Linked DNA regions of Sus scrofa: region 2 is linked to region 1. The links are chromatin contacts, called in public Hi-C maps. All regions are on one chromosome and are shown on one strand. The core of a region is the stretch at or near the end of the contact, and the rest is flanking DNA. Distances in the headings are between cores, read along the strand shown. Region 1 holds the start of KMT5C (histone-lysine N-methyltransferase KMT5C). Region 2 holds the start of SHISA7 (protein shisa-7).

The links. Hi-C and Micro-C count contacts between places; a contact is called where the count stands out from the background.
Region 2: a contact with region 1 is called in a Hi-C map of liver, with 4 times the contacts expected there. The contact joins the promoter of SHISA7 here to the promoter of KMT5C in region 1. A contact is called at or near these places in 1 of 5 promoter capture datasets (liver), 4 of 47 Hi-C or Micro-C datasets (heart right ventricle, liver, retroperitoneal adipose tissue and 1 more) and 1 of 2 datasets of contacts at active chromatin or transcription factors (alveolar macrophages).

What each region holds. Positions count from the first base shown.
Region 1 is chr6:59,514,106-59,518,508 of Sscrofa11.1, forward strand. It overlaps KMT5C (histone-lysine N-methyltransferase KMT5C), which reads left to right and starts at 2,953. Exons shown (of 9, transcript XM_021095006.1): 1 at 2,953-3,070.
Region 2 is chr6:59,600,560-59,605,184 of Sscrofa11.1, forward strand. It overlaps SHISA7 (protein shisa-7), which reads right to left and starts at 1,420. Exons shown (of 5, transcript XM_021095036.1): 1 at 1,179-1,420. It overlaps ISOC2 (isochorismatase domain-containing protein 2), which reads right to left. Exons shown (of 6, transcript XM_021095040.1): 2 at 4,557-4,625; 3 at 4,185-4,394; 4 at 3,798-3,868; 5 at 3,536-3,653; 6 at 1,541-1,954. The coding sequence ends at 1,874.

The DNA.
Region 1 (4,403 bases), core at 1,703-4,202:
ACATTTAGGTTGTGTCCATGTCTTGTTTTTTGTGAATCATGCTGCAAAAAACTTGGAAGTGCAGATACCTCTTTGTGGTAGTGACTTAATTTGCTTTCGGTATAGATCCAGGAGTGGGACTGCTGGAACATATGATAATACTATTTCTAAGTTTTTGAGGAAAATCCATACCGGTTTTCATACCAGGTACACCAGTTCACATTCCCACCAACAGTGCATACAGTTCCCTTTTCTCCACGTCCTTCCCCCATCATTTATATAGATATACCTATTTCCCTTTTTTTTTTTTTTTTTCTGCACATGCCTGTGGCATGCAGAAGTTACTGGGCTAGGGATCAAACCTGTGCCACAGCAGTGATCAGAGCTACAGCAGTGACAACGCTGCATCCTTAACCCACCGAGCAAGGCCAGGGATGGAACCTGGGTCTTCATGGATGCTAGTCAGATTCCTTTCAGCTGAGCCACTGCAGGAACTCCTTCCAAGTTTCCTCTTATGAAGCCATTTATTGGTCAAGAACCTGCAGGATTCTATGTGGGCTGTGAAGCCCCAGGGTTGAGAGTACGGCTTCTGTAGTCTGATGGCCAGTAACACCCCCTCTGTAAGCCTCACTCTGCGCTTCTGTAAAACGAGGATAAAAAGAGCCTCTTTCTCACAGTTCTATGTGCAAAGTAACTGGTATCCTAAGAGCTCAGTTAACTGTTAGGTACTGCAGTTTTTCCATCTTGTAATTCAACGAATCTACAGTTGACCATTTCAGTTTTTCCTATTTTTCTGCTTTTCAACAAGGCGGAAACTTTTTTTTGATTTAAAAATGACTAATTTTTAAATTTTTTAAATTTATTTTTCTTTATTTGGCTGGGCCGAGGCGTGTGGAAGTTCCGGTGTCAGAGATCGAACTGGTTCCACAGCAGGGACCCAAGCCGTGGCAGTGACAACGCAGGATCCCCAACCCGCTGTGTGGCACGAGGGAAATCCACGAACATCTTTAAATATAAATATTTTAACACTTGTCCAGTTATTTCTCTAGAATAAACCCCTGGAAGTGGCATTGATGAGTCAAAATTTTATTTGCATTTCGAAATATTTTTGAAACGTCGAAAAAGAACAGTGAATATACAGAACTCACGGCTTCCACCTCAGGCTTAACAAAACAAATTACACATAGATCCGAGGAGCTTCCCTGATTGCATGCCTTCCCCTCCGCCCCTAGGGGTCGCTACTAGGGCTATCCGCAGCCCTTGCTCCTGCCCCGGTCGCTTAGCTGTACCCATGCACTTTTGCGCGGAATTACACGTGTCACACGCAAACCCTGCTTTATGCGTTTTAAAACTTCCTGCATTCGACTACATAAGACTTCTGCAACTAGCAGCATGCTTTGGGGTCGTCCAGGTTGATATATGGAGTGCTAGTTCAACCACTTTCACGGCTGTATGGTGCTTCCCTGTGAAACTATGCCAGGATCCATTTATTCATGCCCTATGTGATGGACATTTAAGCCGTCTCTAGTTTTTCACCGTTACAAACATCACTCTTGCAAGCATTAGTGTGCTTATATTTTTGTTCACATTTTTTAGTTTCTCTAGGATGTACACCCGCTGATAGATGGGCTGCACTTTCAACGTTCAGATATACTGGTACATAGAACTTTCCCGAAGAGCCGAGCTTTTTATAGGGTCCTTTCAGCTTGCTGGCTCCCCTGCTCTGGGTGAGGCTTCTTCTCTCCTCCGGAGCTGTAGCCATCCTTATGGGAGGGGGTGTCTGGGTTAGGGGTGTCTCAGTTCCAGGAGTCGTCCCAGTTGCAGAAGGAATAGTAAGAACAGAGGGTGGGAGCCTGGACGAACGGATGAAGGACACTTAGGAGAGTGTTAAGTTGGACGCTTCAAAGAGGGACCAGTGTGGTTCTTGTTTTATAGATGTGAGCCTGAGGCCCAGAGAGGGCAAACCATTTCTCCAACGTCACACAGCGAAGGGACGCAGAAACCAGCGTCATACATTGATTGACTCCAGGACAAATACACGAAGTACCTACTCTGCGCCCCACATTGTTCCAAACGCACAGGATATATGGCAGTCAGCAAAACAAAGACCTTCTGATCCAACTGTGGAACTTATTATTCCGGGCTTAATTATGATGCATTGCTAATTATGTTTGCCTCTAGGGTTGCTGCAGGGGGGTGATTCCAATTAGGGGAGGGGGGTGCCCCATGGGAGCGCCCCACGAGCCAGGGCTTCCTCCAAAACCCCCACCTCTCCATCGCCCTCTTTCTGACCTGTTCACTCACAGAGTGTTAATGTGGATACTCAAAATTAAACAGGGTATTTGGGGTCCAAAAGGGAGGAAGAGAGATTGAAGAGTCCTTTGTATCCGGCAGGGCTGTCAATAAAGTTTTGTCGCCTTGGCAACCAGGGTCCTCTCCCGGCGTGGCGACGGAGGTGCGCGCGCATTCACCCCCCTCCCGCCTGCCCCTGCTTTCTCCCTCCGGTGGCGAAAGGCTTCACCAGAGAAAGAGAATAGGCAGGTCGCGACTCTAAGGTGACGGGCGGAGACCTGAACCAATGGAAGGACGAGTCGTTCCAAGGCCGGCCAATCACACGCGGGCTCTGAAGCCGGCGGAACCCGCCCTCTTTCCCCTAGGACCCGAATAACCCGACCCAAACCGGAGTTTTGCCGGGAGGGACGGCGCTTTTGCCCAATGAGGGCGTCGATTTCGGGTTGTGGGCGGGGATACGTCTCCATGGTAGCAGATGAAGGACAGCAGTGGCGTCCACTGGACGCAGTTGGCGGCGCTTGACGGCAAGGCGGGCGTGGCGGGGTTTTGTAGGGGCACTGCCGGGGGCGGGCGGGGAGGGCCAGAGCGGATCTTGGCCAATAGGAGTGGCGCGAGCTTCGTAGCAACTGAAGAGTGGCGGCCACCTTGGCCAATGGGAGGACACGGTGGCCGTGGCGGGGCAGGCCCGGCGGGGCCGACTGGAGGCGCGGCGACCGTGTCTGACGAGAGCTGGAAGAGGCAGTGGGAGGTGGTGGCATCGGCGGCGCGGGCGCCAGAGGAGGAGGAGGAGGAGAAGCGGGTGAGGGGCGGCGCGGGGCCCGACCTCTGAGCCCCTTCTCGGCCCCCGCCCCGCGCTGCCTTGGCTTCGGGTCGTCCCTAGCCCCGACTGTCCCCGCCCCACCCGGCCCTTCCTCGTGTCCAGGCGCCCACGTCTCCCCGCCCTTCGGCGAGCCTCAGGGTGCTCGCTGCGCCTAGCCCCTTCCCCGTGCTTCTTCACCCGGGGCCCTCTCCGCAGCCCCGGGCCTTCCCCCGGCCCCGCTCTCGCGCTCCAGGCCCTTCCCTGGACCCTCAGCTCGCCCTCTGCGCTGACTCTTCCTCCCCTTCCTGGACTTGAGGCTTTTCCCCTGCACTCTCACCGCCTAGCCAAGTCCTTCCCTGGAGCCCCCAGTCTTCCCCAGGAGCCTGTCTGCTTCCCCAGTTGCCCTCTGGTCCTCAGGCCCTTCCCCTGCACTCTCACCGCCTACCCAGGCCGCTGGAGCCCCCCCACCGCCGTCTTGCGCAGGCCCCTGTCTGCTTCCCCCAGTTTCCCTCTGGACCTCAGGCCCTTCCCCTGCACTCTCACCGCCTACCCAGGCCCTTCCTTGGAGCCCAGGCTCTTTCCTCAAGGCCGTTCTACGCTCCTCCCCGGCTCCCTAGGACTTCCCCATCCCTGTTTGCTTTTCCAAGCCCTGTACTGGACCCCCTAGCCGCCCCCCTCGACCTGCTCAGGACTCTTCCCCGGAGCTGCAGGTTCTTCTCTGCTTTCGTTGGCCCCCTTGTCACCCTGCTGGCTTTTCTGGGGTCCTCCCTGGATCCCCAAGCTATCCCGCAGGCCTCTGTCCCTCCTGCAGGCACGCTGGCCCGTCACTCTGCCCCAGCTCCCACCCCACAGTGTCCATTTTTCTCTTTCCCCACATGCCCCTCTGTAGCCTCCTTTCTGTCCCAGCGCCCACCCGCGGCACCCCCTCTTTATCCCCAGCCTTCGTGTCTTCTCGACCCCCTTTCCCAGCCGCTCTAGCTCCCAGTCTGTCTTCCACCCCCCATTCCGAGGCACCATGGTGTGGGCCCCCCCCCCCGCAGGCCCTCTGCAGTGGGGTTAGGAGGCTTGTTTTGTTGCCTTTGGCTAATCCCTGTCTTTCTCCTCCTTTTTTATGGGCCTCTTCTGCTTCTCCATACTGTTCCTTCTCTCTCCCCCTCCCCCGCTTTGTCCTCTGCGCCCCTCCCTCCCCCGGAATCCTTGGAGAGGGAGCAGGTGCTGGGATCCCTCCTTTGCTCTCCCTCGCCTCACCCCCCCCCCCAGGCTGCCTGGGGTTTCACCCAGAGCCTTCTGAGGACTCCCAAGGGCTACTGGGGAGGGGGGTGGAGGCCAAGGC
Region 2 (4,625 bases), core at 170-2,669, 85 kb after region 1:
GGGAGGGATGCGGAGCCTCCCCGCACTCCCCACGGCCTGCGCAGGTCCCTGGGCCTTCCTGTCTTCTTGGGTCTCTGTCTCTGGGAGTCTCTGTGTCTCCCTTTCTTCCCTGCTCCCGGGACCTCGCCTCCCACTTCCCCTCCCTTGGTTAGCCGGCAGGTCTCTCATCCCTAATGGTGTCTGTCTCTTTACGTGTCTCAGCGCATCTTTGCGTCTGAGTCTCTGTCCCACGTCTCCGTCTCTTGCTGTCCCCTTTCCTGAATCCGTTTTCTGTGTGCCGGCATTCCCTCCTTCCCTCTGCCCCATCTCTCTACATCCTGTGTCTTCCCCTGGCCTCCTCATCCCTCTCTCTCTCTCTACCTCTTTGACTGCATGTCTCTGTGTGTCAGGTTTGCTGTCTACAGATCCCTGTCCCCTGAGTGTCTCCGTGTCTCCCCCCCGACCCCGGACACCCAATCTCCCTCCCGGGTCCCCCACTCTCACTCAGCTCGGTTGGAGGGGCGGGGTGGGGGGGCGCTGCGGCGAGAGCTGTGTGTTCTCAGCGCAAAATAGACTCCTGTTGCCATGGCGACGCGAGCGCGAAGCTTCAAGCTGGGGGATGAGAAGGGGGGACACCTGGATCCGGAAGACGGGGGCCGGGGGCGCCGGCACCCTGTCCCAAGCGTTCCTGCCAGAGGGGGGAGGCTGGGACTTCTAGGTCCCTACCGAGAGAGAAGGGGGTACTGGGCCCTCTGGCGCCGGGGTCCGGGGTCTGGTGACGGGGCTTTCTGGGAGGGGTCTGGGATCCACGGTTGGTGGGGCTCTGGTTACCCAAAGGAGTCGGTCTGGATGAGAGCTCTGACGCCTGGGTCCCTGGAGGACTTAAGAAATTGCCTCCTTGGGCCCCCAAGGTTGAGAGGGAGACTGAGCATCTTTAGAGGCTGAGGGCCCTTGACTGGGGGGAGGGTACCTAGAGTCCCGACTCCCAGATTTCCAAGGGGGCTACAGAATTCTGGGAGCCCTCATGTGGATCCCCTGGCTCCTGCGTCTTAGGGGACCAGGGACCACTCAGATGAAGCTGTCCGTCCTTCCCATCCATTCATCTATTCATCCGCAAGACTGTCTCTTCCTTCCTCCCCGTCCCCAAGTCCCTCGTGCCGCAGTTTCCCCCTCCGCACCAGGGTGCGGTCACTGCTCACCTCACTTTCCGGATGCGGGACCCTGGGGGAGTCGGGGGTGGTGGCGGCGTGGGGGCCGGCCGGGGGAGGCAGAGCAAGCGCGTGTCTGCGAGCCAACCGGGCTGGGCGTGTGCGCGCGCGCGCCGACGGGGGGCGGCCGGTAGGCAGAGTGTTGGGCGACCCGGGGCGGCAGTTCTTTTCTGTGCAGATGCGCGCCCGCTTCAGTGCAGATGTGACAGGGGGCAGCCCTCGCCTTTGCCTCGCACCGGCTGGTAGTTGAGAAGAGGCACCTCCCCCTCCCCATCTGCTGGGGACCCCACTTCCCCCACCCGCCGCCTGCAACCCCCGGTCGCCCCCGGGATACCCCCAATACCCCAGAATGGTTTAGTCCACAGTCACATCAATGTTTATTCCCGGAGCCCAGGTCCCACACAGTCTGTGACACTCCCACCCCCTCCCCTTTCCACACCTTGAAGTGGCCCGGGGCCGAGCCCCACCTCTGGCTTGGCTCAGCCAATCCATGCCCGGCTTTCAAGAATCTCATTTGCATTTCCGGGAGTTTCTGTCCAATGGAAAGGCAGCACCCAGCTCCCTCCTGACGGGGCGGTACTCCCGGTGGACTGCACCACTCTTGGGATCCAAGAATGGGGGGAGAGCACTTCCGCCAAGGTCCCAGTGACAAGGGGGACATCTCCCCTCCAGGCAGGGTGGGGAGTTCAGCGGAAGAGGGGGTTCTGGCCATGGAAGAGGCCCAGCAGCCCGCTGTCTGGGGTAGGCTCCTTGATGATCTTTTGGATCTGTAGGGAGAAAGAAGGAGGGGTCAGATCCAAGGGGTTAGGTCTCCATTTTCATCTCCCTTCTTGGCAGCAACTGGCCAAACCAAACACTCCCTCTTCTCAAAACTTTTCCTGGGGCCTCCCTTTCATCTTAGCCATCAGTGTTAGCTCCTGATCACCTGTCAGCTTGTCCACCTTGCTGGCTTGGACCACTAAGGGTGACAGACTGTCCTGGGGCTTCTAGCCTACACCTGTTCCTTATTAAGTAATCTCACCTCTCCTAGCCCTCAACTCAGATCCAGCCCACACCTTGCCCCTCAAGTCTGGACTCACAAACTTGACCTCTCAGCCTCATTGTCCCCAACCCCAGCCACATCAGTAGACAGCTTGAGCCTCTCTTGCACTGCCTTCTCATGCGCTGCACCCATCAGCAATGCCTGTCATGCTGACCTTCAGAAAATAAAAAACAGAAATAAGCAAAGCCTGTACCCTTGCTGCCTCCACCCTGGTTTCCCTCCCTCCTGCCATAAATCCATTGGCCACCCAGGCTCAATCCCAGATCTGACCGTATCCAGCTCCCCTTTGTAGAACCCCCACGGCTGCCTCTTCCCATCCCCAGCAACGTCTTTGGGAAGACTCTTCCTTGCCTCCCTGCTCCTACACTCACCAAGCACTCACATGCCCTGCTATGGTTCCCTGAGTAAGTCAAGTTCAGTCCCACTTCCAGGCCTTTGCCTTAGCTGTTTCCTCCGCCAGGAAAACTTTTTGGATGACTGGCACCTCCCCTTTCAACCCTTCGCTTTTTCTTTCTTTTCTTTTTTGGCTGCCCTGTGGCATATGGAGTTCCCAGGTCAGGGATCAGATTCAAATGTAGCTGGAGCAACACCGGATCCTTTAACCCACTGCGCAGAGCTAGGGACTAACTTGCCTCAGGAGACACCGCTGAGCCCATTGCACCACAGCGGGAACTCCTCAGGTCTTCACTTTAAGGCCATCCCCAGGAGGGTCCTTCCTGGTGCCAGCCTCCATCTTTTTTCTCACATACTCCACACATTCCCCACCCTGCCCCCACCTCTAGGCCACAAGGTGAAATTGAAGATGGATTATCTTTTACCATTGCCCCTGGACCTGGCACAGTGGCCGGCATATAGTAGGTGTTCAATAAACGCTCAACAGAAGTGAACTAAGAGGAAGGGAAGAGGCAGACCACAGAGGGCTGAGACTCTCAAGTTCAGGCCAAGGGTGTGAAACTATGGGGCTACCTGGTCAGATACGGGTACTAGGAAGGCCACTCTGGTGGTAGGTGTAGAGGCTGGACTTGATGCCAGAATGGAGAAGGGTGGATGGGAAAGGGTCAAAGGGCTCCCATCTACAGGGTCCCTGCTGGACTGTTCTTTCCCACCTGCCTGGCTCCCTCCCATCTTCACCCAACTCTAAAATCACCTTCTCCCAGGAGGCCACAGGACCACCTTAGGCCACCCCCTCTCTGCACACCCGGCCCCCCAGCCTGCTTCATCTCTACGGTCCTCGTGGCTGCGGGACAGCTTCTCCTTTCACTGACTGACGGTGTTGACCTGCAGTCTTCCCTTCGGGGTTCAGTACCTCCTTGAACTGGGGATGGGCGGCATCACCCACGAGCTGCAGAATGAGCCCCTCACTGGTGGAGAGAAAGGCGCCGCTCTGCCGCATCCGGGACAGAGCCACCAGCCGGTCCACCTGGCTGCAAGGGGGAGGGGGGGTGTGGGCGCCTTGGTCTGGACACCCAGACACCTGGCAGACTCAGCAGGGATCCCACCCCCTGGTTCTTCCTGGGTACCCCCACCCCACCCCACAGGCACACCACCCTTTGGGGAGACCCTCTCACCTGCGGGAGGTGCAGGCATCTACTACCACATGGACCTGCAGCCCTTGGTCCAGGAGATCCAGGGCAGTGTGCTGGGCACAGAAAGAGGTCAGGGCCAACCCCGCAACCCCAGGCAAGACAAGGGTCCTGGCTGAGTGACTGGGGAGCCAGGGTGGGGATAAGGGAGGCTCAGATGGGGGCAGGAGCTCCCTGGATGACAACGGGATCCTAGGCAGGATGGGAGCAAGAGGTAGAGAGGGGTCCCGAATGAAGGGGAAAGCCTCAGGTCGGGAGGGGGTCCTGGGTCAGGAAGGGGAGGATAGAGGGCTCTGGATCAGGAGGGCCTCCTTTTCAGGCTGAGGCGATCCCCCGTGTGGAGGGAGGGGCTGGGGTCCACGGGGATCTCACCAAGATACAGGCTTGTGTCTCCAAGCCACACAGGAGTACAGAGCGCAGCTGGGGCCGCGCATCCAGCTCGTGTTGCACCACAGGCACCATGCTGAAGCAGGTCTTGGGCCGTGGCTGCAGGCCCTTGGCCCCCAGCTCGGGTACCGTGGGCCCCAGGCCTTGCGGGTACTGCTCAGTCAGCACCACAGGCACATCCAGCAGCCGGGCCACCTTGGGTGGGAGTGAGGAACAAAGGTCTGGGCCCAAGGGAGGGGCTGGGGGCCTGACCTCTTAGGTCTGAGGGAGGAGGGGCTGGGGCCCGACTCCCGGGTCTGAGGGAGGAGGGGCTGGGGGCTGGACCCCCAGGTCAGAGGGTGGAGGAGGGGGTTATACCTTGAGCATGCGGGCAGCCACAGAGACGATCTGGGGAAAGTACAAGGTGTGGCGGAACTTCTCCTGCAT